4 separate regions of the Mus musculus genome follow, and regions 1, 2 and 3 are each linked to region 4. A link is a contact called in public HiChIP or PLAC-seq and promoter capture Hi-C data. All regions are on one chromosome and are shown on one strand. The core of a region is the stretch at or near the end of the contact, and the rest is flanking DNA. Distances in the headings are between cores, read along the strand shown. Region 1 holds the start of Slc12a3 (solute carrier family 12, member 3). Region 2 holds the start of Mt1 (metallothionein 1). Region 3 holds the start of Cfap20 (cilia and flagella associated protein 20). Region 4 holds the start of Dok4 (docking protein 4).

Evidence for each region. Promoter capture Hi-C pulls out the DNA fragments that hold promoters and counts their contacts. HiChIP or PLAC-seq counts read pairs in DNA pulled down with a chosen protein or histone mark.
Region 1: a contact with region 4 is called in a promoter capture Hi-C map of neural stem cells. The contact joins the promoter of Slc12a3 here to the promoter of Dok4 in region 4. A contact is called at or near these places in 3 of 39 promoter capture datasets (liver, neural stem cells and pre-B cells) and 1 of 9 other capture datasets (liver).
Region 2: a contact with region 4 is called in an H3K27ac HiChIP or PLAC-seq map of microglia, with 8 times the contacts expected there. The contact joins the promoter of Mt1 here to the promoter of Dok4 in region 4. A contact is called at or near these places in 2 of 115 datasets of contacts at active chromatin or transcription factors (microglia and pancreatic cancer cells) and 2 of 9 other capture datasets (liver and pancreatic islet).
Region 3: an H3K4me3 HiChIP or PLAC-seq map of bone marrow-derived macrophages shows a contact between it and region 4, with 3 times the contacts expected there. The contact joins the promoter of Cfap20 here to the promoter of Dok4 in region 4. A contact is called at or near these places in 1 of 39 promoter capture datasets (neural stem cells), 1 of 484 Hi-C or Micro-C datasets (memory CD8 T cells), 1 of 115 datasets of contacts at active chromatin or transcription factors (bone marrow-derived macrophages) and 1 of 9 other capture datasets (adipose tissue).

The regions. Positions count from the first base shown.
Region 1 is chr8:94,325,389-94,331,254 of GRCm38.p6, forward strand. Slc12a3 (solute carrier family 12, member 3) reads left to right here and starts at 3,820. Exons shown (of 25, transcript NM_001205311.1): 1 at 3,820-4,125; 2 at 4,989-5,135. The coding sequence starts at 3,850. It also overlaps a transcript of Nup93 not described here.
Region 2 is chr8:94,175,280-94,181,534 of GRCm38.p6, forward strand. It overlaps Mt1 (metallothionein 1), which reads left to right and starts at 3,810. Exons shown (of 3, transcript NM_013602.3): 1 at 3,810-4,059; 2 at 4,544-4,609; 3 at 4,823-5,048. The coding sequence starts at 4,032. The coding sequence ends at 4,914.
Region 3 is chr8:95,433,465-95,438,946 of GRCm38.p6, forward strand. Cfap20 (cilia and flagella associated protein 20) reads right to left here and starts at 1,405. Exons shown (of 6, transcript NM_008187.2): 1 at 1,024-1,405. The coding sequence starts at 1,107.
Region 4 is chr8:94,872,593-94,878,742 of GRCm38.p6, forward strand. Dok4 (docking protein 4) reads right to left here and starts at 3,720. Exons shown (of 9, transcript NM_053246.3): 1 at 3,539-3,720.

The DNA.
Region 1 (5,866 bases), core at 2,570-5,069, 550 kb before region 4:
TAGATGACCCCTTCAGCCTGCTATCCCACCAATTCTCTGTCACCAGCCAACCCACCTCTTCCTCTGTCCCTGCCCACCTTTTCCCTCAGCCCCCATCTCCTGTGAGGTCCCTTTCTCTGCTGGTGCTTCATGCTCTAAGCTTCCAGGCTCAGAACCTGGTCTATATGAGAAACTTTTTGGAGGGGCCTCTGTGGCCAAGAAGATGGCAGGACTACTGTTGGGTAGCTATGATGTGCCCTCCTGTCCTTGTGGCTCAGCCAGAGGATATTGTTTCTGATCTGAGTCTGTCTGGTCCTTGGCTGGCCTTGGTACAGTGTGGCTCCCACCTTGCTGTTGTGGTGGGGAGACTTGCTCAGAGACACCCCTAAAACAAACAGAATGGAAACTCCTTGAGGTTCAATTCCAGGACTACTCAGAGTAGGGGTCCTATGTCCTCTCAGAAGCTGGATTCAGGATGTATGCCATTCCATTTTCAGGGCAGTCATTTTCAGGGTCTGTGCTTTGGCACAAGGTGTCAAACAGTCACCAACTGTCCTACTGATAAGCCCCTTAAGGGACCCAGCCTAAACCTCTTTCTACTCCAGAGAGTGCAGTGGGGCAGCAGGTTTGGGGAAGCAGCCCTACATCCCTTGCAGCTAACATGAGTGCTTTGCAGAAAGGAAGAACTTATGTGCCAAGGTCATTCAGCAATTTCATAGCCTCTTACTCCTGGCTGAAAACCAGCCCTGGCCTCTTCTATCCCAAGATCTTTATCAGGAATTTTCCGTAGCTGCCAGGGCACAGTGTGTTGGAATGGTGTGGGGATGCTGGGGAGCTGTGATTTTTGCCAGGTAGCTGGCGATTTAAAACTCAGAAGATAAGATCTACCCCAAGGGCCATGGACCTGCTGGGGGGTGGCGTGGGGGAGGCTTTACAAATCTCACCATCCCTGCCAAGGTAGAAAACTGGCCCGGAGGAGTCCTTGGCCCCTGAGTCCTTACTTCAAGCCTTCAGCCCTGCTGGAAGCTGGCAGAGGAAAGAAGTGTTTATGTCTTCCTCTGCCCGCCACTTAATGTCCAATAGAGGCAGGATCTGTGCCATGGGAATCCCCAAAGACCCCTTGTAAGCTCGTCTCCACCTGGCTTAGCTCTCCTTGGTTCTAGTCTCCATTCATTCCCTGTACAACCAACAAGCACTTATTGAGCCCGTGTCTGAAACTCTGGTTGGTTGAGATAGTCGCTGAACAATCTATTGTGCGAGGCCCCTGCCTCTGTGGCTGACTTCCTTTCCAAGAAATTGGAGGGAACACTGCCCCTCCATGAAAGGGAGCACTGAGGTCTGAGAGCATCTCCATGCTAGTAGGGTGACTCTGGGACGGTCTCTAACTGGTCTCAACACCGTCTTCCTAGCTAGACACATTTGCCCTGGTCTCTCTAGCCCAGAGTACCAGGGGCCAGCTGGGTCTCTTGAAAGCACCCACCAGAGTGCAATTTCCTGTTGGAGGTAGCAGGGCCTGGATGCCTTGGGGCAGGTCCTCTAGGGGATATGGGTAGACTCTGAGAAGTAGGGCCTGGAGTGCTTTCCTCTAGTTTCCTCTGGAAGATACTGGAGCCTGAGCCTGAACAGAGTCCCACCATGAGTAGACAGCAGCCCTCTGACCTTCACCCACCCTAGGTCTCCATAGGAACAAAGCAGGTAAAAGGCCTCCTCCAGGAAGCCTTCCCTGGTTGTCCACAACACCTTGACCCTTCTCCAGTGGTCCACTCCTCCAGCTGTCTGCTGACCTCCCAGCTGGTCTGGTCTGTTGTAGCTGTAGCTTCCCATGAGCCCTTGCTCCACCATGGCTTCTCTGAGTCCCTGGGCTCCTGCTGCCACACAGCATGGGGTGCTGGCTGGTCTGTTGGACAGTGACAAGAGTCCTCAGATCTTATTTTAAATTCCATAAACTTATTTTAAATTTCATTAAAAAAAAATCTTGTGCCACATGTGGTGGCACACGCCTTTAATCCCAGTACTTGGGAGACAGAGGCAGAAGGATCTCTGTGAGTTCGAAGCCAGCCTGGTCTACAAAGTGAATTAGAGGCCAGCCAGGACTATTACTGTCTGGAAAAAAAAAATCTTGCAAGTTAATAATAATATTCAAACAAAATTTAACCATACCCAAGGTCAGTACAACTTAGTGAACTTCTATACAGTTAGAATTGGCATAGAAACAGAAGCTATAGAGCTTCATGTTAAATTTTACACCTTTAGTGTCAAATGTATTTTTTGCAATTGTCCACCATCCAAATCAAAAAATAAAAAACTGTGACGGAGTTAGAACTAGGAATACATCAGCTTTTTGTCCCCTTTCTGTGTCCTGCTCTTTGTGCCATCCTTCCTCATTCCTTTATATTCAGCCTTTCTTATGCTCTTTCTTCATGTTATACTGTACCCACGGGTACTTTTGTTTTTATGCATACATATATTTTTGGCTAGATTCCACAGGAGGGAGAGTGTGTGGTTTATTTCTGAAGTTGTATGATCTCACCTAATATTCATACTGAGACTGTCCATTTTCCCGAAAACATTTTAACTTGATAGCCAAGTAGCATGCATATATATAATTTATACTTATATAACTTATGTATACATGGTTTATACATATACATAGTTTTTTTTACCCATTCATTTGTTGATTGTCAAGGTCGATTCCAAATCTTTGTTATAGTCAATAAAGCAGCAAGAAGCATGTACCGTCGTCTCCTATTCTTGTAAGGGGCTGGGTCACCTCACTGGGAAGTAACTGAGAGCAAATTCAGGACATGTGTCTGGGAGGGCAGAGGGAGCGGGCTTTAGGGTAGCCCTAAGCCTCAGATGATTCAGGGAAACACTGGGTGGTTCCAGAGACAGGGCAGGATGCCAGGCTTTTGTGCCCCACAGCCATGGATTACTGAACGCCCAGCCTCTTAGGGAAAGATAGTTATGGGTGGGGCCATTAATGTAAGGGCTGACTCTGGGACCCCTCACAGCTACAAGTCCATTGCTTTCTTAGGACACATCCAACATCCACTAGTTCATCATCAAGACCCAGAGTGTCTTTCATACCCCAGGGCAATGCCCCTGCAATGGCTTAGGAGCCTTTGCTGACCAGATCTCCTACTTCATGGGAACAATGCATGGCTCCAGGGAGGGAAAGACCAGTTGCTCTGGGCTCCAAACTACAGCCCCGTAGGCCAGCCTGTGAATGTGTAGGTCAGGCTGCACTGTGCCTGTTTACCCTAGAGGCCAGTGGCCAGCACCAAGCTCTCAAGGTTTGTCAGTCAAGAGGTGGCTGCAGGTCTGGCTTGAGGCCACTAATCACAATGGCTTATGTATATTGAAATGTATCAGGAAAGACGCTGAGACTGTGAGGGATGGAGATCGGAAGGCAGACTTCCTTTTTTTTTATATGCATGTCCTAAGATGACATCCATTCAAACTAGTAAATAAAATGAAAGAAATACATTGTGCCCAACACGAGGACTGTTAACCTGCAGTGTAGGTAGGCACCTTGCAGCAGGCCTTCTCTGGGTCCTCTCTCATGTCTGCTGCTTCCTGGGTCCTAGCTGCAGAACCTCTGCTACCCTAGGCTTAGAAGGGCTACTGCAGGACTCAGGGATGTGGCCCTGGCTCTAGCCCAGCCCTCCTGCTCCAAATTGGCCCCTGTGTCAATGATCAGATAAATGGGGGCAGGACAGCAGTTGCTATGGCTCCGCCCCCCACCCTGGCAGAGACCCTGCTCACTTGCCATGGGCGGTCTGGACCAAGCTCCCGCCTCCTCCCAGCCTATAAAGCCACCCTCAGTGCCCTTGCCCACTCTTGTCCCCTCCTTTGATACCCAGAGCCATAATGGCAGAGCTCCCCGTGACAGAGCTGCCTGGCGATGCTCTGTGCAGTGGGCGCTTCACCATCAGCACACTGATGGGAGGCGATGAGCCCCCACCAGCTGCCTGTGACAGCAGCCAGCCCAGCCACTTAACACACGGCAGCACCTTATACATGCGCACCTTCGGTTACAACACCATAGACGTGGTGCCGGCCTACGAACACTATGCTAACAGCGCTCTGCCCGGTGAGCCCCGGAAGGTGCGGCCCACCCTGGCTGACCTGCATTCATTCCTCAAGGTAAGCAGAAGTTCAAAGACTGGCCGCTTCCTGGCTGGGTAACGTTGGCATGATTGCCCAACATGTTCTGTCATTCGTGTTGTGAAAATGACTGGGCATCTTCCTCTAGGGTCAAGACACCCAAATGAATAGTGGACAGAGGTGCCATGAAGCTTGGGGGCACAAGTAATACATATTGTCCAGGCACCGGCAGCACAATGATAGCATAGCCTGCTGCTTATACAAATGCAGGTTGCACACCGCTGGGAGAGACTGTGAGAGGGAGGGAGGGAGCATGGTGAGCCCTCTCAAATATTAGCTCATCGGCTTCGCTGTCTGGGAGGCTGGAGGGTCCAATCCCTGTCACCTCACGGTTTCACCAACAGTTGGATGTTCTAACCTCTAACACTCTTCCGTGTTTCAAAGCTTCCCTCTGAAGGGACCAAACAAGACCCCTTGTTTGAATAGGGATGCTGAGATAGGTACTGGGATGAAGGTCCCAGAGTAGGCTGCGGTTGGTAGGAATACGAAATAGAAGATGACCATGCTGGAGTCCAGGCCTGGGTTCAAGACTCTCTGTGTCAGAGACCTGGTGTGTGGCGTGTGACATACTGCTTCACCTCCCATCCCGTGTCACTTCTCAGACTGCAGGCTTGTCAGACTCCAGCCCTCTGCCCTAGAGGGGAGGAGCCTCCCGGAGCAGAAGCATTCTGAATGCTCAGCTTGCTTGCTCTCTCTGGTGTTTCTCCAAGCTTCGAGTAGCATTGTACCCAGGAAGCTGTCCAAGGGCTGCCTGTGTGGCAAAGTGGGGCAGGCAAGACTGAATACAGACACCCAGCCCCTAACCCCCATTGCCTGACTCCTATTGGTCTCTGGGCCCCCAGCAGGAAGGTAGCCACCTGCATGCCCTGGCCTTTGATGGACGGCAAGGTCGTGAGCTGACTGATGGACTTGTGGAAGATGAGACAGGCACCAACAGTGAGAAGAGCCCTGGAGAACCTGTTCGCTTCGGCTGGGTCAAGGGGGTGATGGTGAGTGGCTGTGGCCCGGAGCTTGATGTCTAGACAGGGTGGGGGTAGAGCCCCATTCAGCCTCAGCTTTGACTCTCAGGCCCTAGTGAGCAGTTTAGACCTGGAGCTCAGTTTGGGCCTCAGTTTCCCCATCAGCAGTGGCCTCCAATTAATTGTATTTGGCTTCCCACAGTTCTTGGGCGCTCTTGGCCAAGACCCAATCCTAAGAAGATCTCTGCTTAGCTACTCACTAGTGTTGTAGCCTTAGGAAAGTTACTTAGCTACTCCTGCCTCAGTTTCCTCACCCGTAAAACTGAGCATTAAAATAGTTGTTAGGTGTGAGAGTTCTTGGATCAATGCCTGCTAGGGGGTTATTAGAAGAAATTCCCCACATGGCCACTAGAGGGCAGCACTAACATACACATCGACAATCCCTCCTCTCCCATCGCATACCATGGTACAGCCTAGTGTTAGCTGTAGTATGAAGCATAAGTAACCCTTCAGGAAGTAAAGACTCAATGCCCTTGACTTTGAAAGACAATATAGGGTTCTACAAAGATGTGGGGATGGGGTACAGGAGAAAGCAGAACCAGAGCCTTCACCCCCTCCCCGGGGGCTCCACATTCAGAGTTGGGACACCCCCCTGATCTGTGTTAGCCAGAACCAGGCACACCCTGATTTTCATCTCAGCAGATGTGAGCCCCAGAAATCTCATGAGTGTGAAGGTCACACGTCCCTACCTGGCCCTAGTA
Region 2 (6,255 bases), core at 2,560-5,059, 700 kb before region 4:
GAACCCCTCTTTCTTTTCTTTCTTTTTTTTTTTTGTTGTTGTTGTTTTGTTGTTGTTTTTTGATTTTTGGTTTTTGTTTTTTTGGAGACAGGGTTTCTCTGTGTAGCCCTGGCTGTCCTGGAACTCACTCTGTAGACCAGGCCAGCCTCGAACTTAGAAATCCACCTGCCTCCCAATTGCTGGGGTTAAAGACATGCACCACCACTTCCCGACCAGACTGAACCCCTCAGATGCTGATCTGTCACTCAGCTAAAATCTAGATGCTGATAACCACATGTCCTCCAAATACACGGGCAACCAAGCCCAGACCTGGTGGGGTTTTTGTTTGTTTGTTTGTTTTTTCAAGACAGGGTTTCTCTGTGTAGTCCTGGCTGCCCTGGAACTCACTCTGTAGACCAGGCTGGCCTCACACTCAGAAATCTGCCTGCCTCTGCCTTCTGAGTGCTGTGATTAAAGGCGTGCGCCACCATGCCCGGCCAGACCTGGTGTTTTGAGAACTTTCTTGGTTGAGTGCAGTTTGGGAATTTGGCCTCATGTGTCCCTTGTTGACACCATTCATACAGTGCTGGCTTTGAGGTGGTACTGAGCTCAGGTGCGTGAGAATGTAACCTTGGAGATTTCCCTCATTGTCTCCAAACAGAGCTAATAAACAACAAACAAATACCCTAATCAAGAGTCTTGTGTGTCCAGTGCTGGGGGTGGGGAGGTGGGGGAGTGTCCAGTGTAATGGGGGGTCTAAGGGATGAATGTTGGGACCTCGCTTAGTCCCTGAATGCCTTGAAACCACGTGAATGACAGTTACACTTTAGCTTCTCAATTCAAACGTTAGATGTTGGGCTGGGAATTGGCATTGTGGTGAGAACTTAGCCTTCTGCATGAGGCTCTGGGGTTCATCTCTAGAACCATTAAAAAAAGCAACGTGGGTCTGGGAATGTAGCTCAGTGGTACAACCCTCACCTAACATGCACAAACCCCGGCCTTCAGTCCCCAGTACGGTGTAAGCAAGGTTTGGTGGCACACATCTGTAATTCTAACACTCAAGAGTCGGAGGCAGGAGGATCAGAGGTTCAAGGACTATAGCAAGTTTAAGGCCTTGGCCACATGTAACGTCGTCTCAAAAAAGAAGTCACACACAAAACACTTTGGGTATTGTGATACACACACACACACCTGTATCCTAGCAACTTGGGAAGCTGAAACAGAAGAGTGTCTCAAGTTCAAGGCCAGACCAGGCTGTTCAGTGAGCTACAGCCCATTGTGAATTACAGAGTGGCACCCCTGGAAAAGGAGAAGAAGAAGGGGAGGAGGAGAAACTGGGGCCTGGTGACATACCTCTATTATCCTGTCTACTCTCCCGACACTGAGGCAGGGGGAGGATTTCCAGCTCAGTCTAGCTACAGAGCACAGTTTTTGTTTTTGTTTTTTTTAAGTTTGATCCTTTATTTCATGTATGCATGTACACCGTCAATGTCTTCAGATGCACCAGAAGAGGGCATCTGATCCCATTACAGATGGTTATGAGCCACCATGTAGTTGCTGGGAATTGAACTCAGGACCTCTGGAAGAGCAGTCAGTGCTCTTAACCACTGAGCCATCTCTCCAGCCCTACAGAGCACATTTAAAGTCAGCCCGAACAACTTAGTGAGACCCTCTTTCAAAATAAAAGACTGTAAAGGACTGGAGGCAAAACTCAGGTGCAGAATGCTTGCCTGGTGATCAGGAAGCCTTGGGTTCAATCCTCACTGAAAAAAAGGGGAAAAAAATCATATTATGCAAGAGGTCTAAAGGCCCAAGAATCTGTTACAGATCTCAGTTTTGGCAATAGACAATAAAACATAACAAACTGATAAAACAAGCAAAAACACCAACTATATGTGGTCCAGCAGAAACATCTCCGTATGCATCCAGAAAACAAGGAAGAGGCAGAATAAAGGACTTGGGCATCTTTGTGCCAGAGCACACCTCAGCCTGACTTGTACCCTAGGAGCCAGCAGTCCCTGCCTTTGCAGAATCACTGATGTCTCTGACGTGAGATCTCTGCTTAGGAGTTGCCCTTGAGTGCTTGGAATTTGTCTCTAGCCCAGGCTGAAATCCTCTGCTCTTTCCAAGCCCAGTCCTTAGCTACTTAAAACCAGTAAATTCATGAGATCTGGAGAGAACTGACCAACATTAGTCAAGCAAGAATTCTGGTTTTTTTGTTTGTTTGTTTGGTTTTGGTTTTTGGTTTTTCGAGACAGGGTTTCTCTATATAGCCCTAGCTGTCCTGGAACTCACTTTGTTGACCAGGCTGGCCTCGAACTCAGAAATCCGCCTGCCTCTGCCTCCTGAGTGCTGGGATCAAAGGCGTGCGCCACCAACACCCGGCTTGTTTTTTTTTTTTTTTTTTAATCTTTAATCACTTCCTTATTAACTTTTGAAATAGGATCTCATTTGTGTGGCCCTGGCTGGCCTTGAATTTTGCAGAGATCATCTGCCTCTGACTTCTAAGAGCTGAGATTAAAGAGCTACCCTAAGGCAAGAATTTAACTGTATAGATAAAGACTCAGTTCCAAATGAAGGTTTTTTTTTGGATCTTCCCACGCAGAGGGTATTGCTGTGTTGTCTCCTCCAAGAGGAAATATCCGGAGGAAGGAGAAACGCCCTGGGTAATATTATACTACCAAACCAGTGGGTTGATAATAGAAAGACACTTGTATCTAAACCACCATGAAGGAGGAGGAAGAGGAGGAGGGGGGAGGAGGAGAAAAAGGAAGAAGAGAGGAGAAAGAAGGGGAGAAGAACGGAGAAGAGGAGGAAGAAGAGGAGGAAGAGGGAGAGGGGGAAGAGGAGGGGGAAGTGTGTGTGTGGGGGGGGGGAGTGTCATAGCCCAGCACCTGGTGCCTTCTCTGCCTACAGATGAACTTTGTACAGAATCACAGCAAGAGAACGTGGGACAAATACAGGAGCGTTAGTGCCAGGCAGTGCTGGTTCACAGCCGTTGTACTACTGACTGGATATATGGCCTGGGCAAGTCACTGAACCTCTGAATCCTCTGTCCTTGTGTGTAAATAGAATTTGCATCTCTCTATAGGTATTAAATGAGAAATTGGTTTAACTCCTGGTTCTGGCATAATAGACATATTGCTGGTGGTGGTTCTACCACAGTTAAGCAAAAACCTGCCCAAAGTCGTATAGCTCAGAAGTGATGGTATGCATGAGCCAACAGTGTAGCTGTTCTCTTGCCCAGGACACAAGGCCTGCCTGACAGCAGACTCTAATGTTACTCAAAATCAGAAGCATTAAAAAAAAAAGAAAGAAAGAAATAGCTGACTTTATTTTTTTTATCTAATGCAGTCCCCACCTAAAATGATCTCTCTGGAGGGAGGGTACCTTGGTTTTTAAAACCAGCCTGGAGTAGAGCAGATGGGTTAAGGTGAGTGACCCCTCAGCCCTGGACATTCTTAGATGAGCCCCCTCAGGAGTAGAGAATAATGTTGAGATGAGTTCTGTTGGCTAAAATAATCAAGGCTAGTCTTTATAAAACTGTCTCCTCTTCTCCTAGCTTCGATCCAGAGAGAGACCTGGGCGGAGCTGGTCGCTGCTCAGGAACTCCAGGAAAGGAGAAGCTGAGGTTACCACGCTGCGAATGGGTTTACGGAGATAGCTGGCTTTCCGGGGTGAGTTCTCGTAAACTCCAGAGCAGCGATAGGCCGTAATATCGGGGAAAGCACTATAGGGACATGATGTTCCACACGTCACATGGGTCGTCCTATCCGAGCCAGTCGTGCCAAAGGGGCGGTCCCGCTGTGCACACTGGCGCTCCAGGGAGCTCTGCACTCCGCCCGAAAAGTGCGCTCGGCTCTGCCAAGGACGCGGGGCGCGTGACTATGCGTGGGCTGGAGCAACCGCCTGCTGGGTGCAAACCCTTTGCGCCCGGACTCGTCCAACGACTATAAAGAGGGCAGGCTGTCCTCTAAGCGTCACCACGACTTCAACGTCCTGAGTACCTTCTCCTCACTTACTCCGTAGCTCCAGCTTCACCAGATCTCGGAATGGACCCCAACTGCTCCTGCTCCACCGGTAAGACTCCCGATCCTTGGTCTTTAGAATACCAAGTTGGGACCGCAGAGCGGAATCCCCGAGTTGTAGAGGCTTGGCGGGAATAGGCACCTTTAGTTGGCGATTCATTCCGGTTCTTTCTAGAATCCGCTCTTGCAAAAGCCTTCATTAGTTACGAGTATTGTCGAACGGGTCCTTTGGCGGGGTTGGGGCTAGGATTTAGACGCGCAAATGTCCGGTTCCTGATCACCCAGTTAGTGGGGACATCTGGGTTGAGTCCCAGGCATTACTAAACTTACTGTGAATTGCTTGAATTAAGAAAGAGGTGAAGGACCTTTATGTCTTGGGACTCAAAGACATAATCCCTGACTTAACCTGTGAGGAGAAAAGTGGGGCTAGGCTCCCTGCAGCTCCGAGGAGGACTTAGTGAACTGAGCCGGGACTCGTGGTGTTGGCCACTGCTGTAATGCTGCCTCCCTCATGCTGTCTTCTTTCTCCTCCCCAGGCGGCTCCTGCACTTGCACCAGCTCCTGCGCCTGCAAGAACTGCAAGTGCACCTCCTGCAAGAAGAGTGAGTTGGGACACCTTGGGTGGCGGCTAAGGCTAGGGGCGGGGAACTCCTACAAAACTGGCTCTGAGAAATGTCCTTTGCTTCCCGGAGGCCATTGTATTGTCTCGGGGACAGAACTATACAGAGAACTATTTAAAAAAACCGAGGTCTTCTCTGTTGGGGACAGGAAGCAGAGGTCTTCAGCCAGGCTGACCTCTTCCTCCTCCTTTCTAGGCTGCTGCTCCTGCTGTCCCGTGGGCTGCTCCAAATGTGCCCAGGGCTGTGTCTGCAAAGGCGCCGCGGACAAGTGCACGTGCTGTGCCTGATGTGACGAACAGCGCTGCCACCACGTGTAAATAGTATCGGACCAACCCAGCGTCTTCCTATACAGTTCCACCCTGTTTACTAAACCCCCGTTTTCTACCGAGTACGTGAATAATAAAAGCCTGTTTGAGTCTAACTCTGGTTTTCTTGGTGTGGTTTGGCAATAAGAAACTGGGGTGACTTGATAGTCTGGGGATCTGGTTTTGGACCCCCTCGTGCCTTTACCTCCCGCCTCTGGCCCTCACAGAGGGGTAATGTCTTTGGGTAAAGCCAAGCTATCCCATAAGCTTCCTCATGGAAAACAGCTGTGTGCCTGGTCAGGTCTTGTGTTAGGGGAAGGGAGGGAGGGAGGGTGGTCCTGGAAGACTTGATGTCCCATCCTGGAAGCACAGAAAATCTTATCATTTATATTCTCTTTGGATTCTGGTTTCCTCTCACATTGTTGGGTATAAGGAGGTGGGTATGAAAATTAACATAGGGTGTCTCGTATGCTAGGCAGGGACTAACACTGAACTAGATTCCAGAGGGGCTTTCTTGGCTGTTTTGACACAAGTTGCTTACCTTGTCCTAGAACTCATTCTGCAGTCCAGTCTGACCTTGAGTTTTTGATTCTCCTGCCTCAGCTTCCCAAGTACCTGGGATTACAGGAGTGACTGTGTCACCAGGCCATCTCCTATTCAGCCACCAAATGCAGACACTATTGCATATGCCATCAAGATTTTGCTGAAAGGACCCTGATAAAGCTGTCTCCTGTGAGGCTTTGCCAGTGCCCAGCAAACACAGAAGTGGATGCTCACAGTCAGCTATTGGATGGAACACAGGGCCCCCAATGGAGGAGCTAGAGAAAGTACCCAAGGAGCTAAAGGGATCTGCAACCCTATAGGTGGAACAGCAATCTGAACTAACCAGTACCCCCTGAACTCGTGTATCTAGCTTCGTATGTAGCAGAAGATGGCCTAGTTGGCCATCACTGGGAAGAGAGGACCCTTGGTCTAGCAAACTATATGCCCCAGTTCAGGGGAAAGCCAGGGCCAAGAAGTGGGAGTGAGTGGGTAGGGGAGCGGGGTGGGGGTAGGGGTGGGGTATAGGGGACTTTTGGGATAGCATTTGAAATATAAACGAAGAAAATATCCAAAAAAAAAAAGATGGAAAAAAAAGTGATAAAGAGCGTGGGTCCTGCCTGTAATCAAGATATTTGAGATGTAGCAGCAGGAAGGCCAGGAATTCAAGGCTAGGTATTAAGTTTTTTTTTTTTTTTTAAAGATTTATTTATTTATTATATGTAAGTACACTGTAGCTGTCTTCAGACACTCCAGAAGAGGGAGTCAGATCTTGTTACGGAT
Region 3 (5,482 bases), core at 155-2,654, 560 kb after region 4:
AGCTAAGGGTCCGCTTCCTATGGGATACTCTTGACATAACTCTAGCTATGGATCTGAAAGAGTTGGTCAGACTGCTTACATACCAAAGGCCAGATCTTGAGGAACTCTCAACTGTCTTAGCCAAATGACAAGACACTCCCAACAGGTTTCTCTCAAAGCTGTCCTCAGAACACACGACTGCCTAGCAGTGACAAACAGAAGGCAATGCAGGTACTCTGTCAACCACTGTGTGTCTCAAAGCCCTTCTCTGTGAATTAGGAAAGACATTGTTCTAGTCCTACTACGAATAATCTTGACTTACTCCACCCATTCTATATACATCTCTATGAACACCACACTAGGCATATCACCTCTCTCCATCTTCCCCAGCCGAGGGCAGAACTAAAGATATTCCCTAAATCACCTGGCTTCCACATTAGAGTGACCACTTTATATTCAAAAACAAAACAAAACAAAAAAACGGTCCAGCTCACTGCCCCAGGAATCTTCATGAGAAAAGAAACGGCAAGGCATTTCATCTAGATCTTAATATCTCCAAAAGTGAACAGGGAAGGCCACCATCTCATGTGGCAAGCAAAAACACCATCCATTCTAGAGGACGGCTGGATAAAAATACAGAGGCTTGATACTGGCTCTCGAGAAGCCCCTAACAATCACCTTTTTGCAGGTTTCCCAATGGAGAAGGCCAGTACAGGAAGAATAGTACGGACTCTAAGTTACAGAGGGCTCGCAGCAAGTTCCAAAGGTTTGGCTGTCGACGGATGGAGCTAATGAATGGGATCAGAACAAGTCTGGCTTGGCCGGTGCTCAGGATGTCCGGGGAAAAGGCCCTCCGTATGGAGTGCAGCAACAGTGCTTGGCACCAGCGAACACATGCATGTCTTTCTTCAAAGTGCTATGCGTTTCAAGCTAGGCTGTGGGCACTCTGCCCCCATTCTACTGACCGGGACGTCAAGGCTCGGTAGCCACTCCATCACGTGGGCGGCTAGTCGGCCCCACCCCCGTCCCGCCCCCACCGCTCACCTTTTTGTCCCAGATCTGCAGGGGCTTGCTGCCGATGCTGTAGAGGATGGAAAGGAAGCCACTCTGGAACGTGTTCTTGAACATCTCGCCAGCCGCGGCCCCGCAGCCGCCGCCCTAGGCCCGGGATTGGAGATCGGCACCGAGCGGCGAAAGAGAGCGGGTGCCGCCGGTCCGAAGGTAGGACGCTGAGAGCTGCAGCCACTGACGGCGGGAAGCGGCGGCGTGACGCAGATCCGTAAGCCTCGGTGAGCACCGAGCCACCTCAGCACCGAAACCACAGCAACTGCCGCCCGCGCCGCCGAGCCTGCCGGAGAGGAGGCGGAGCGCCGCCTCGGCCCGCCACGGATCCCTCCGCACGCTTGGGCCCGCCCCTCGGAGGCGCATTGCCCAGTCCTGCCGCAGAAAGAACGGTTTCCGGTTCCTTCCGCCCTTAGGCCCGCCCCTTCCTGCCCCCTCGGGCGCGGAACTTGGTTGCCAAGGGACTATTCCCCGCCCCTCCCCGCCGGGGCCCAGACTTGGTTTAGAACAGCGGAAGGAGACTTTAAGTTTACCTCACGTGTTTACAGTGCCTGCGTGGTGTCATGGGAACCGGGAGGCGCGTGGAGGGGTGGAGTCATGCCAGACCCCTCCCCCGAAGGGCGGGAAGAGTGAGGAAGGTGGCTTTGTGCCAACGACAGATAAATATTATCCCTGGGTGTGTTGACTCCAGATTTTAATCCTAGTACCGGATTAAATCCCAGCAGAGGTAGAAAGATCTCTGAATTTGAGGTCTACATATCGAGCTCCAGGACAGCCAGGACTCAGAGACACCCTGTCGCAAAAAACAAATATTGGTTGGCCCAGGAGAACGTGTGAGCTAATGAACCAGTATTGATTGCCCAATTTACATCATCACCTTTAATTATCAAGTTACAGTGAATGAGCTGCTGTAAAAGCAATACTCTGGGGGAAAGCGTATCTCTTTAAATGCATTGATTCGAAAAGAAGAAAGCCGGAATATTAAGATATAAACAAAAATTAATAAAATCTTAAAAGTGGAATAGTTGAGTTGAACCGACAGCTGATTTTTTTAAAAAAAGTGTGTCAATTTCTGGAATATTGTAGGAAAGACATACGCTGTGTATTTCAAGTAGAAGGAAATCTCAAGTGTGGAAGACTTCCACCAGTCGCTGAGCGTCTTCCTAAATGGTGTTCCACCCAGGCCTGTGTTCTGGCGCACAGAAAAGAGTTTGAAGCACAGACGATCACTTTAGCAATTTTAACGATCATAGTTGCAAAGTTTACACATTTACTATGTGACGGGTATATGTGATGCCTTACCCTGTATTAACTCACTCTACCCTCACACCAAAGCTTTGAGTACTCCAGCCAGAATTTCTAGATATCGTGAAAACTATGTGAATCTATTACTATATAAAAATGAAACTTGTTATATGGAATTAATTTTTGCATGATATCTGGGAATTCTTTATGTACTCTAAGCCAAGTGAATAATTTATAGCTTGATTGTTTTTAAGTTGTTCAAAATATCCTCGGGGCTGGAGAGATGGCTCCGCTGTTAAGAGCACTGGTTGCTCATCCAAAGATCCTGAGTTCAATTCCCAGCAACCCCATGGTGGCTCACAACCATCTGTAATGGGAACTGATGCCCTCTTCTGGCCTGAAGGTGTACATACAGATAGAGAACTCAGAAACAAAACATAAATAAATAGAAATCTTAAACAAAATCCTCAGGAAAAAGATTCAAGATAAGAAATGATGGTATACACTGGAAGGAGAGGCCCATTGGACTTGCAAACTTTATATGCCCCAGTACAGGAGAACGCCAGGGCCAAAAAGTGGGAGTGGGTGGGTAGGGGAGTCGGGGGGAGGGTATGGGGACTTTTGGGATAGCATTGGAAATGTAAATGAGGAAAATACCTAATAAAAAATATAAAAAAAGAGAAATGATGGTATATGAGTTCTGATGGTGATTTCAATACTGCACATAACTAACCACTTGGCGTCTTATAGAAAGTAAATTATTTCTAAAAATAATTCAGCAGTACTAAGTCTGGAAATAGAAAATGGAATGAGTAATAGAAAATTAAGGTGATAACTAAGCCCCTCAGAAGGTTCTGAGCCCTGTCTCATTTTTTTCTGATTAATGTAATATAGATATTGAGGAAACTATAAAAAGTAACATTTATAATATCACCATTTGGAAATAATTGTATGCCTCTCTATTGTCTCCACACCTCCCTGCATTGCCCTCCTTCTCGGCCCGCATCCCACCACATATTAATGTGTGCAGGTAGCCACGGAAGCTGTCTTTGTCCTAAAACAGACAAGAACTGAGCACAGCATCCCTTGCTGTGGTTGTTAAGATCCATCCTTTGGGCCAGTGGGTGTGGAATCCGTCACTGTCCTCCCAGGTAGGCATCTACATTTATCTCTCCCCTTCTCCAGGAATGGCCATCTTTATGCATATTCCACTTAAAAAAAACCAGATGAGAATTTCTTTGGCTTGCATGTCTGCTCTAGAGTAACTAGATCTCAATAAACACACATGTTCAATTTGACCAAACAGCTCTTACAAATCATGTAGCCATTTACATTCCCATAGACAATGCTTATAGTCACAATTCCTGTTAGTCTGTTTTCTTAAATTTACAAGTCTGAACTATATACATGTTGGTTTGGCTTATTTTTCATTTTCTGATGACTAATATTCTGGCTCATCTCATCATGGGCATTTAAAATTAATTTAAAGTCACTTCTTTCTTTCTTTTTTCTTTTCTTTTTTTTTTTTTTGGTATATATACTTGTATGGGTGCTTTTCCTGCATGGATGTCTGTGCACCTCTCATGCGTCTATAGAGGCCAGAAGAGGGCCTGGAATTACAGAGAGTTGTGAGCCATCCTGTGGGAACTAGGAATCTTACTGGAAGAGCAGCCAGTGAGTGCTCTTAACCACTGAGCCATTTCTCCCACCCCTCTTCACAGGTATTTGAATTGCTTTTATTTGGGGCTGGCAAGAGGATTTAGTTGGTAAAGACACCTGGCACCAAGCCTGGTGATCCGACTCACTTGGTAGAGAATGAATGCCTGCCAGAAGTTGTTCTCTGAGCTTCCTGCACATGCATCTCTCTCTCGCCCTCTCCCCTCCCCCTCCCACATTAAGAAAATTTAATTTCCAATTGCTTGTTTGTGTCTTTTGCCCAGGTCTCCACTGAGGCTCTTTATCCTTTATTGAATTGTGAGACCTAGCACTCACTACACAAGCATCTATCACTGAGTGGCACTAGATAGGAGATAAAGAAGGATGGGGGTTGGGGGGGAGGAGACAGAGACACGCACAGAGAGAGATCCCTTATCTAATTTCTTTCTTCGTTTGTTTCTTCTTTAAGCATGACTACTAGCAAGCCACAACCAACCCCCAGACTGATCACCAACCACCAACCCTGCCTCTCAGGGCCCTAGAATTTATAGACCCGCTGAAAATCTCCCAGAATTCTATCTGCAGCGGGCAAAACCATGCCTCTGCTAGAGCAAGAGGCAGATCATAGTCAGCTGGTGTGGACAATCTGAAGCAGCCCCGAATCCCTCCACCTGGGGTTAAAAAGAAATCACATCCTTGTAATATTTGTGTGTTTTCTTAAAGAGACCAAAATTCCAGAATTGTCACTATACTGGTTTGTCTAATATTCATGGGGTCTTGTTTTTCTATTCAGGTTTTACAGTTAATTTATTGCTCAATTTTGATTAGGATTAGATTGGTATAAATTTGTTTAACAAAAGTATCTTGCTGAGCTTTCTGATGCACACCTTTAACCCCAGCACTCTGGAGGCAGAGGTAGGCGGATCTCTGAGTTTGAGGCCAACCTAGTCCTATAGAGTGAGTTCCAGGACAACCAAGGGGCTACATAGATCCTTTCTCCAATGAGAAAATAAAATAAAACAAAAAACAGACAAACAAAACAACCCACTTGCTTTCATACTTCTATACCTGCCATGACAAATGATACCATACCACATTCTCGGTGGCCCAAAACAGAACCTTTTTCTGTTCTGGAGGTGGGGTGTCCAAAATCAGTGTTGTCAGAGCTGCTCAACTTTAGAGATGTTGGGGGGGGGGGCCCTTCCTGGCCTGAGGCATTCTTGGCTGATGGCAATATAGATGTATACACTCTTCATCCATTTTCACATGGCTACCTCCTTCTCTTCTGTATCCTCTAATAAGGATACTAGTTCTCAGATGGCCTGTCCTGAATCCAGTTCATCATTAACTAACTAACTAACTAACTAACTAACTACCTTAGTTACTGTTCTATTGCTGAGGAGAGACACCATGACCGAGGCAAGTTATATAAAAAAGCAAGAAAGCATTTAATTGGAGGCTTGCTTATAGTTTTAGAGGGTTAGTCCAGGACCATCATATTGTGTGGTGTGTGTGTGTGTGTGTACACACATATATACAT
Region 4 (6,150 bases), core at 2,470-4,969:
CCTCTCCCAGGTCTAATTGTCACCAGTCCTGTCACACCTGGGCTCTGGCAGCCAAAGAGGGGTCAGTTTTTCCCAGCTCTGTCTCCACCACCTCCCTCTGGTGTTGTCTTGACCCCAGGACAAGCTCCCTCCTAAGATGACCAGCAAGCTGGCCACTGGCGGCTGGTCCAGTTTTCCAACCTGTCCCCAAGAAGTCGCCAGGCCCTGGGATCTTCTTAGGTAGCCCAGACAACAAGGAATACAGCTCTCACAGGCTGTGCAGTCCCTCAGTTTTGGGGGGGACATTAATTTTGGGGGGGAGTAGGGGAGGTTGGGGGATGGGGATATTTTTTGTTTTTTTTCTCCAAAGGATCCAGGTAGAATCCTGATGATATATACATGCAATCCCAACACTGGCAGTAGGGGTAGAAATTCAAGGCCAGTCTTTCTCCTTTAAATGAGGAGTGAAGCCAGGAGGTAGCTCCATTCTCCAGAGCCTCCTGCCCAGCCCAGGCCCCCATTACAAACCAGTCTCCATAAACCCGATGAGGCTACTTCTTACTGGCTCCATCAGCCATCTCCTCTGTACAACCCGTGGTGTTCCCAAGAACACCCAACACTAGAATCACTGAAAAGTAACGTCTATGGGACAGCCCAAGACCTGCCTTCTCTGGTCTCATTCAAGTTCCCAGTTAGGTTGTAGACGCAAATACTGACCCAGTCCCAAAATGGAGTGCAAAGAGGGTTGGAAAGAGAGAGCATCAAGAGAGGGATCCAGGGCTGGTAAGATGGCTCAGTGGGTAAGAGCACTGACTGTTCTTCCGAAGGTCCTGAGTTCAAATCCCAGCAACCACATGGTGGCTCACAATCACCTGTAATGAGATCTGAAGCCCTCTTCTGGTGTGTCTGAAGTCAGCTACAGTGTACTTACATATAATAAATAAATAAATCTTTGGGCCGGAGCAAGCAGAGACTGAGCAAGTGGAATTGACCAGAGTGAGCGGAGCGGGGCCAACAGGAGTGAGCAGAGGTCCTAAATTCAATTCCCAACAGCCACAAGAAGGCTCACAACCATCTGTCAGTTACAGTGTACTCACTTACATAAAATAAATAAATAAATCTTTTTAAAAAAGAGAGAGAGAGAAAGATCCATGGATTTAACAGGCAACAGGGACCCATGCCTTACCTGCACCCCCTACCAAGACTTAGTACAAGATTTTAAACAGAAAGTAATCCCCAATCTGCCCCAAGCCCCCCCTCGAAGGCTCAACAGCCAATAAGTAAGGGCAGGAAAAAAAAAAAAAAAACCCTACCTATCCATGGCCACTACTAGTCTCTCACAGAGGGACAGATCCCTCCAAATGTGTGGCACCCTCAGCTTTGGACATGAAGTCTTTGAGTACTGTATACTAAATGGGCGAGATGGGTTTCCAGTAGCCATTCTCATGGTTTTAGGGTTAAGCCTCCCACCCACCTCTCCTCTATCCTAGTAGTATCAATGTGGATGGCTATTCCTGGAGGGATAGTAGCTGCCTTAGTCCAAGCTACCACAAACAGCAAAACTGGACAACACACACTGCTGCCCTTCCCAGCCAGGGCAGCATCCTGTAGGGAGGATACAGGAGGCGTTCTAGAGCCCTCCCTACCCACCTGCCCCATAGGCTGCACTAAATGCTCCCTCCCAGAACCCTGCCTGGAGGCCTTGGCTCGAGAACAAACACCACAGAGCCTGAGTCCTGCCTGGCCAGGCTGCCCCACCCTTGACAGATCTGATCTTATCAGGGCTGCAAATCAGCCCTACCTGGACACTATCTCACCGTCCTCGGTCTGTTTTCACTTCACAGCAGAGATTTGATTGCAGGTGGGTTGTCTCCACCTTAACTACCAACTGCCCCATCCCTGTGTGGTTGCTGTCTGCGACCAGCAGGGGGCGCTTCCATAGATCCCTAAGCCCCAGAAGGTTTGGTCCAAGGAGAGCCAGCCACAAGTACTGAACCAGGCAGAGCGAACATGGGGGGGTCAGGACATCTGAACACTCATGGTCCCCAGCAATGTGGTCCAATGCCTCATACCACTGCTGTCTGTTCTCCCCTGGTACCCTGCCACCTCTCAGTACATAAAGCCTTCTCAGTAAAGTTCACTGCGCTTGCTTTTTCCTGCCTCTAACTAAACTCCCTCCCATGGTCTCAAGTATATTCCACTGCCTCATTTGGAGCTCCGCTGAAAATCTGCCTCCTCCTTCAGGCCCTCCTGACACCCTGGCCTTGCTAATTAGCTGTCTCTCAACATCCAGTGTTTCAGTCTGTCACATGTCACTATGAGATTTGATGTTCCCGGTTCCTTCATCTGTCACTTGGCCATGTAGGGACACCTACAATGACAGTTCCCAAGCCCCTTCTATCTAGCTATAGCTCCATCCCAGTGACCAGGACACTGATAAAGGACAGAGTGGATGCCAATCTAGGGAGGGACACTAATTATATCTAGCATTGTCCCCATCCTTTCAACACCATTATCAGCTCTGCTTCCAGAGAGTGTAAGCGGCAGCGGGCTCCCACTTCTCCACATCTCGGTGCCAACTGGCAAGACCAGCAAAGTCCAGGAGAACCAGCCGGGTCCGTGATCCACAGTTTGTTCAAAGCTGCCTCAGGGGACTTGTGCTGCTGCTGACACTGTCTGAGCCTGGCTAGGGGCCCCACCTTGGCTGGGGTTGTTGGATGAGGTCACATCCAGCCTGGTGCCCTGCCCAGGAATACCCAGCACCCAGGCACAGAGACTAGCAGCAGAGCGAGAGGGACACAGCTCCTGGGACCTACCTGGGATACCTACACAGCAGCCTGCATTTCTCCGAAAAGGGCCCTCAAAGAATGTGCAGGAAGCGCAGCCCCTGGAGGCTGTTGGAATGTGCTGGAGCTGACACCTGGCCCCTGGCTGCCCTGTCTTATCAAAGCCCTCCATCCAAGTGTCTGGCAATTGTTTTGCTCCCACCGCTCCACGCAGGCAGATTGCACAGAACTCCCGACTGCCCAAGGCTCCACTCCGGTCCTTATGCTGTGACAGATAGCTGTCTCCAAAAGAATGTGTACAGACTCCCAGAGCCAGAGGAGAAAGGTTTTAAGGCAGGAGGCTGCTAGCCCGGAGGACTGCAATGAATAGGAATGCCACTTGCAGGTCGGATAGGCAGTAAAAGGAAAGTGTCTCTTGGAATTTGGGGAGCAGGAAGGCGAGGAAGGCTGCTTCCGGGAAGAGGCTCAGGGAACCGGGGATCTGGGTTTCTCTGATGGGTTACATGGGGAATACAGGTGAGGTAAGACTCACACCTGCGCTTCCTAGAGATGGGAGCTGGTTGAGGACGGCTCAGGGAGTTTCAGGGTCTCGCTGGCTTCGAGAGGCGCGTCTGAGTCCTCCTTCCTTAAAGTAGGACGCTCCCATAGCTGGGAGAGCCCGCGGGCTCCGGAGGTGACCACAGGCGCCCCAGGATGAGAGTTGCGGGAGTCTCACGTCTCGGTGAGGCCTAGGGATCCCCCCCCCCCCCCGCGCTTCGTATTCCCCTATTTACCTAGGCGCCGAGGCCCGGGCCGGGGCGCTGGCTCCGCGGGACGCGGGGCGGGCTCATGCCCGCGTCTCGGCGCGGCCGGGAGGGGAAGGTAGGGTGGCGGCGCGCGGCTCTGGTTGTAAGCTAGAAGTGAAGCGCAGCCGCCAGCTCCGGATCCAGAGGAGACTCGGGAGGTAGCTGGTTCTGCTGATCCGCGACGCCACGCCCCTTGAGGCCACGCCCCGCGCCGCCCTGGCGCCGCGCCACGCCCCACCGCCACGCCCCCGCCCATCCCTGGCATCGTGCCACGCCCCTTCTCGGAGCCACGCCTCGTCCCGGAGTCCTGCCAAAGTCTTATTACTAGGACAGAAATTTCCGCCTGGCAGTCTAGCCCTCTGCTCACTTCTAGTACCCACCTCAGTCGCACCAGCTCCTCCCTGAGCTCTAAAACTCAAACCCACGTGGTCTTGCATCTGCTGGAGGCTGAACCCTATATCAACTCCCAGTCCTTGAACCTCACCTCCCAACATCAAGAGTCAGTACCCTGCTAGACATACACTTTGCTACCATCCAGTCCTGCTCAGTACCTGCCCCACTTCCCCAATCGCACACTCAGCTGCACTCTGTGAGAGATTAGCCTAATGCATGAAGGAATCAAGAACCCAGTACCCACGCATGTATATCCCCTGCCCCGTATCCTCCCAACCCTACCTCCCCACCCCCTCTGCCGGAACACTAGAGACTCAGCCTTGTCCAGCAAAGTAAAGGAGCCATTTTCTGTCCGCTTAAAATGTCCCAGGATTGTCACTAAAGTGTGTGTTAAGTGGAAGCCACGGGGCTATAGGACAGGAAATGGCTTTCTTCTTCCTGGATGCTAAACTGAACCTCCTGACCTTCCCATGACCTCCTGACCTTCCCATGCAGCTTCCAAACTTGACCCTCTGCTTTACTTCAAACAGCAGCTCATAAAGTCCTCAGCTCTCAAGCCCTCAGAGTGAACTGCTTTCATCCTGGGACACTGCTAGAGAAGCTGTATGGCCACAGAGAAAAAAAGAGAGTTTCAACAAAAAGAGGCCTCTTAGCCTGGCCTAGTAGTACTTGTCTATAATCCCATGCTGAGGCAGGAAGCTGATGAGTTCAAGGCCAGCCTTAGTGAGATCCTACTTAAGAAAGAAAGAAAAAGAGAGGGGGGGAGAAAGAAAGAAACAAAAAGAAAGAAAGAAAGAAAGAAAGAAAGAAAGAAAGAAAGAAAGAAAGAAAGAAAGAAAGAAGAAAAGAAAGAGAGAGAGAGAGGAGGGGGGAGGGAAGGAAGGAAGGAAGGAAGGAAGGAAGGAAGGAAGGAAGGAACCTTCTCTAGGTTCAATCCCCTGAACTGCAAATTAATTGTAATAATATAATGAAATTTAGAAGTATCATCTCTAAGTGGGATTCCTAAACTTCATTCTCTTTCAAAATTTTTACTCAATATCTACTTCTACCCACTGTGCTAATTCCCTTTTCTTTCTTTCTTTCTTTCTTTCTTTCTTTCTTTCTTTCTTTCTTTCTTTCTTTCTTCCTTCCTTCCTTCCTTCCTTCCTTTCTTTCTTTCTTTCTTTCTTTCTTTCTTTCTTCTTCTCCTCCTCTTCCTCTTTCTCCTCCTTTTTTTTTGACACAGGATTTCTCTAGCAGTCCTGGAACTGGATGTATAGACCAGGTTGGCCTTGACCTGCCTTCTTCTGCCTCCCAAGTGCCACCATACCCAAATTTGTATCTAATTTTTGGCTTTACACTTATAAATCTGTTTGTAGATCCACATGCGGGTGGATGGTCTGACACAGAGTCAATCTGAGTCCCTGATGTTTTCCTACCCTGAACGTTAGCAACTTGAAGTCACCATAGGGAGTTTCTATATCCGCAAAAGTGTCCCTCTGCCCCCTTCCTTTCTCTCCTCAGTAACCCTGGGGGACATCTTGGGGTTCCCCATTTCTACAGCTGGTCGAAGGTTTCACAGCTGGAATCATAAAAAGTGTAATCCCTGGTGGTTTTTCACTTGGTAACTTTTGTTAGTGGTGACTGAACCCAGGGCCTCTCAGATGGTAGGCAAGGGCTCTACCACTGAGCTACATCCCAGCCTTAGTTTTTACTTTCTATTTCAAGACAGGCTCTCAATACCCAGACTGGCCTTGAACTTACTGCGTAGTCCAGGCCAGCCTTAAATGTGTAATCCTGCCTCAGCCTCTGGAATAGCTGGATTTATCAGTTATGTGTCCAGAGAGAGCATCTTGCTCAGTTTAGTCAAGCCACAGCATGAATCCATAGCTGCTTTGGTGGTTGTATTGTATTGTATTCCAGCATTCTGCTGTATGGGTGTACCACCATCTGTTTATTCATGCACCATTCAAGGACATCTGGGTTGTCTCCAGGTTTTCTGCTATGGATGTTGTGAATAGGTTTCTGTGTAAACTCATGCCATCCTTCTTGGGTAAATGCTACAGACATAGTTCTGAGCTGTGTAATTACAGGTTGTCACTATTTATTTATTTATTTGTTTGTTTGTTTGGCTTTTTGAGACAGGGTTTCATTGTGAATCCTGGCTGTCCTGGAACTCACTCTTTTAGACTACTTTTTAATTGCCAATGCAATAGTTATATCCTTTA